Linked DNA regions of Gasterosteus aculeatus: region 1 is linked to region 2. Evidence: chromatin contacts called from public Hi-C data. All regions are on one chromosome and are shown on one strand. The core of a region is the stretch at or near the end of the contact, and the rest is flanking DNA. Distances in the headings are between cores, read along the strand shown. Region 1 has its middle 8.2 kb from the start of LOC144389344. Region 2 overlaps man1a1 (mannosidase, alpha, class 1A, member 1).

Region 1 (2,700 bases), core at 38-2,537, 220 kb before region 2:
TAAAAAGGAAAAAAATAATACAAAGGAATAAAAAGGAAAAAACAAACAAAACAGATTTACTGTCGTTATGTTGATTGTCAAATGGCTTTACACACACATACACACACAGCCTCTGCAAAGTTCCCCTTTTGGCTCACTATTATGGGTGTAACGATTCATTTTAACAACAATTCGATTCTTGCCGATGGTTGCCGATTCGATTCATGGACGATCTGGGTTAATTTAGAACGATTCGATTCAGTGACTTAAAATCGATTCAGTAACTTTACTGGACAGTGCAGGCAAATTTTACGAGATCCCTGTTGTTTCTTGTAAGGAAATCAGGTTTAAATTAATTATGGATATTATAAACAAGCAAACAACAATTGATGGCAAATGTATTAACCTTTTATTTGAGTGCCATTTTCAATGTAAACATTACACAATAATTACACAATGTTTGGATCAATTCACAGAGCCCCGGATTTTCAACCACATTGTAGGGCTGCATGTCTTTACAGCTAAACTTGGCAATTGTTACTGTGATGTTGAGTTTCCTACTGGCGAGGCCTGAGGTGTCTGCAGAGCTGGAGTTACCTTCTGCTGCTGCTGCAGCGGTAACGCTGCTAGAGGTGCCCGACTGTCGGCGTGTTGTTTAACCTCTGTGTTTGCAAAAGCCAAAATGCTTCCACACGCTGGATCGATAAGTTGGTTTGTAAATGTATTGCTCGCAGTCGTCTCCTCCATGCTGTGTTCTGTTGTTGTTCCGAGTTTCGCACGGCTGCCGCTGCGTACTGATGACGTCACAGACAGGCAGACAGAATCGAGTAACGTTTTCACGTGTCTAAAGTGCTAAAAAACAGACAAACACACATCCATACCGTTTTTGTGCTTAAATCCAATTTGCAGTTTCCAAGTATCGATACAAATCGATTATGTACCATTTTAATCGATTTGTAATCGATATATGTTGTCCGGAATGCCGATTTGCGGAGCACAGATCGATTCAGTTGGATCGCAGGGATATAAATCGAATTATCGATTCAGTGGATGAGTCGTTACACCCCTACTCACTATGCATGTCCAACAATGGGTGTCAGCAGCTTCAAAAGGGCAGGTTGGGAGAAATGGTTATCCAGGGAAAGAAGGAGAGTGCTTGTTTTGGTTCTTGGGATATATTGCACGTATAAACCAGGAGAGAGCATGAAAACATAAATTTCTGTGTGTGTGTGTCATGGTTTCACTATGCAATACGTCATTTCACCAGTATACTGCCATGTACTGTTGCTGTATTGTCCTTGGTTTGTACACACCAATCAATGGTTCAAAGATTAGACCAAGTCCCACACAGACACACAATAAATAACTCAACTCAAGAGAGTCCACAAGGAACGGCCTATTTTGATTTCATTCACTATGTGGAAGAAAGAAACAAGGTTAGAAATAAAGTTGTGCTGTGTTAAAACAGGGGAGCATTGTTAGAGGAGTGATCTTTTCCAATGTGGAGGCTGCAAATGTTTTTTTGTGGCCGTTGCAACTAACGGGGAGGAAAAATGACATTTAACCAAACATTGAAGGTCGGTCCCGCATTTTTCTACTTCCTCTTGTGTTTTGTGTGAAAGTCACAAATGGGGACAGCTAATTTGAACTTGTTCCCGTATTGAGGGAAGCGATCCAGCCGTCAGCCACTAAACAGCCTGCCTCCGGCAACTGCTCAATGCTTCAGTACGTGCACTAGCACACTGCTCAGTAGGCTCAGATTGTTATTAAAAGAAATCTGAAAACATTATGAAATATAACTATAAAAAACCCAGAAATAACAAAGCTAAATGTATTCTTTCTTACCCCTTGCTTATCCAATTCGTCTGTTATTGTGTGTCTTGCTCGTGTTCTCGCTCTGGAAAATCCCATCCATATTGTTGAAATGTTTTTGTAAAATAGAAGGTGAGGAGTTGCCTCGAGCAATTACATTACAGCCCATTTAGTGACTGCGGACATCAGCGACCAATTTCTAAAGCCGTTGTACCCATTAGACACAAATGCATGATAGAGTCCATGTTAAAAAGTAGCATAGCTGCAATTACCACCTCTAGGGGTACATTCAGAGGTCTTCGTCAGGCAGTTGTGGCTCCTCCTACAGCCAAGAGCACAGCCTCACCTCGCTGCTCAGCCTGCTGGCATCCCACATTTAACAAGGATCTTCCCCTGACGTGTCAGAGACAAACCTTGGTCGCTCAGCAGGTTGTTGCAGTAAATCTCCGGGTTTACCGTGACGGTATTGACCTTTTACATGCTTTCAGCCCCATGGCTCCCGTGGTTCTACCGAGACAACAAATGCCACAGTATTTTGTTGATGGGGAAAACAAGTGGACCCCCCCCCCCACAAAGAGAAGCGTGTTAATTGATAAAAATAGAGCTCTTTTTACGTTGGGGGGAAGGGAACCATATTGTGTATGCCGGGCCAGTGCTGTCTAATATGTGCTCTCATCATTTTCTTTAGTGTTTTACATTCAGCTTGGAGTCCCGCGTTGCCAATTAAGGACAGCAAACATGGGCCTACATTTTAACTGACTGGTGCGTGTCCATGCATATGCGTTTGGGTGTGAGTGAGTGAGAATGGGAGAGGGAGTGCATTTAGAGAATCTGACAGAATATTGTGCAACCCTGCAACATCTCCCAGCTAATTAGTGTTGGGATTTCGATTGGAAATGCTGACCGCAG
Region 2 (2,700 bases), core at 113-2,612:
GTGGGATCTTGGGCTGAGTAACACCTGTCTGGAGTCAAACATTCTGGTGGGAATCACATGTATATCGGGCACTATTAAATGATGTTGTTGATTTTCCAAACTGTTGGAAGAAGTCTTAAATCCCTCAATTTTAAATCTGCATCCCTGGATCTTTTAAGAGTTTCTATTCGGTTCCTTTTTGGCGGTTTGAAAAGGAAAAGTCCGTAATCTTTTGGGGACACCTGCTAGATGCTACTGGGACTCGTGGTTTTAGCGTTAAACCAAATTTGAACCAAACAATGCTGTGATGGAGTCAAGTCTCAAGTGGAACGCCCCGTACATCCAAATCTGTTGATTTACCTGTTGGACGACGTTGTGATGAGTAGTTTACACTTTATTAAGCTGTCTAAATGTAGAAGCGAAAAGGGTTAGGAGACTCACTCATTCAGCTTCATAAGGAAATGTTCAAATACAAAGAGTTTGAGCTGCAAACACTGATCACAAAGCTTAGCTGGATGTCCAACACAAGCTGAGCTGTGCTCCTCACTGTACAGACGGCCGCGTCCTCGGGTTTAATCCCTGGTGTTTGTTTGGTTCCAGTTGATTCGGAGGCATTTATTACCCATGTGGTGTTGTCTTGTAACCGTTGATTTTTGCTGATTGTGTTAATTTATTCTGTAGAGGTGAACAGAGGACTTTAGGGTTTGGAAGCTGACACCCAGGTGGCACTGTGGCTTCATAACTGGACCTTAAACCTTTTGTGGGCAATTGCATATTTGTCCACCTAATAAAAAAAGAAAGAAAGAAAGAAAAAAGACATTCCGAACTGATGTCGGAACACGATTAAAAGGTCCTCTGGGTCTTTTATTTGTTGACATCAACGATTCAACAATGTACATTACACAATGTCTCAAGATGATTACACATATAGATGTTTAGAGATATAGAGATACATACTGATGCTATCGGCAAGGAACTGTTGCTACACATGCAACCTTTTAAAGTGATGTTAGCAGAATAATTTGGTTGATTCCAGAGAGATGAACCTGGGATCAACCAAACAACTTTACAGCAGGATTGAATCGTATGAATGTACCATCCAATGTGAAGTGAAGAATATTTTATGTGCTTTTTTTCTTTTCTTTTTGTGCTCTTTGTGCTCACTTCTCTGTGCTTTTGGGTTTGTTTGTTTTTGCTTTGTGTCATCTCGGAAAGCACAAAAATGCATGAACGAGGCGGAGAAGAAGCAGCGACGACATGCCGTTAATGTAGGAAGTGATCCACGTCCGCCATGCGAGGCCAATCGCTGCACATTACACTGTTCTCCTGTCCGACACAGATGGAGAACCATGGAGGTACAGGAATATTCAGCAACAAAGTACAAGCCAGATCTGTTGTATCCTTCACTGTACAGTAGTGTGGAGACACCAGAACTGCTTTATACGAATACAGAGAAGAAGCTGCTTCTGAGCTTCATCTCAGTTTTGGTTGAAATGGAGACACTGAGTCAGCTGCACCAGCTCGCAGAGATTCAAATCTTTAGAGGCGTGATGACATGCGGTTGGATATCCGCTGGGAGCCGCGCTGGGGAACATGAGCAGATTTTGTGGTTTCCGCTCACGGGACGCCGGTCCGGTCCTAAAGAGGAAGCTTTTTCCGTTTGAGCCGTCGCTGTGAGATCTGCTTCCGCCTCAGAGTGACATCACGCTCGTTTCCATACGCAGAATTTATTTTGATTTTTTTTCCAACAAGGTTGAAATGTCTTTTTGGTGATTTTCTGAATATTGTGTTGATGATCTGTTTCGTTCCAATGACTGTTTATTGGTGGATATTAAAGGGGAATGCCAACTTATGAATTCTAACAGAAGTGGATCCTAGTGAACAGGCACCACTTGGGAAACTTCTAATTTATGAACACTGAAATCTTTAATCTTCACCCGAGTGGTGTTTGATCACTTTACATAACTGACCGGTCAACATAGACAGAATTTGTAAAACGGTTGGCGTTTCCCTTTAAAGGTTTACTTATGTGAAATCAACCTCAGAAATCTTTCTGTACAAAATATTGCTGATAATCATTCCATTGCACATAGTTTACGTTGCGTTTTAATGCAAAATCTTAATTTTGTGGGGAAATCTGTTTTATTGTGTTAATATTATTGAAAAATGTAAATATTCCGTTCTGGCAAATGGGCCGTTCTACATTTATATAAAAAAAATCTTCTGAGTTTATCGATTAAAATGATATTAATAAGCAGGAGACTTTTTAATAAACTATATTTGTTACACTTCTATTGTGAATAAAATAATCTTTTAATAAGCGTTGGTTTGAGATTTTGTTCTTTCCGACCTGCTTCATTTAACGTTTCAGCTTATCTGAACACATTCACTTATTCATTTGCAGTTTTTACTGACTTCAATGTTTCGAGCCGGGAATAAAATCTGAAGTTAATAAACGATCACATGCTAATGATATTCCTGCAATTTGTGCTGATTAACTGATCAATTCCTGAGAGCTTTAACATGTTTGCTGTAAACCCTTCTTCCTCCCCTTCAAAAGAAAACCCTTTGCCACACAAAATATTATGCAGAAACAACAACTGATTCATTTTGAATAAATGCCCGTATGAGTCACCGTTTGTGCTCGCTGTGTGCCGGTCGGCTGTGAGTGAAGCATCGAAGCTCTCCAACAAATGAGTCCAAAGAATAAAGAATGCAACG

The links. Hi-C and Micro-C count contacts between places; a contact is called where the count stands out from the background.
Region 1: a Hi-C map of liver shows a contact between it and region 2, with 4 times the contacts expected there. The contact joins two enhancer-like sites. A contact is called at or near these places in 3 of 6 Hi-C or Micro-C datasets (liver and skeletal muscle).

What each region holds. Positions count from the first base shown.
Region 1 is chr18:5,674,663-5,677,362 of fGasAcu3.hap1.1, reverse strand. No RefSeq gene overlaps it. Among protein-coding and RNA genes, the nearest start is that of LOC144389344, 8.2 kb to the right of the region's middle. Within about 2 kb of position 1,287, at least 1 of the 9 cell types and tissues checked has open chromatin away from gene starts, as enhancers often do. A contact at or near this core is called in liver, where this site is marked.
Region 2 is chr18:5,454,898-5,457,597 of fGasAcu3.hap1.1, reverse strand. man1a1 (mannosidase, alpha, class 1A, member 1) reads left to right here. Exons shown (of 12, transcript XM_040160450.2): 12 at 1-2,299. Among protein-coding and RNA genes, the nearest start is that of fam184ab, 18 kb to the right of the region's middle. Within about 2 kb of position 1,362, at least 1 of the 9 cell types and tissues checked has open chromatin away from gene starts, as enhancers often do. A contact at or near this core is called in liver, where this site is marked.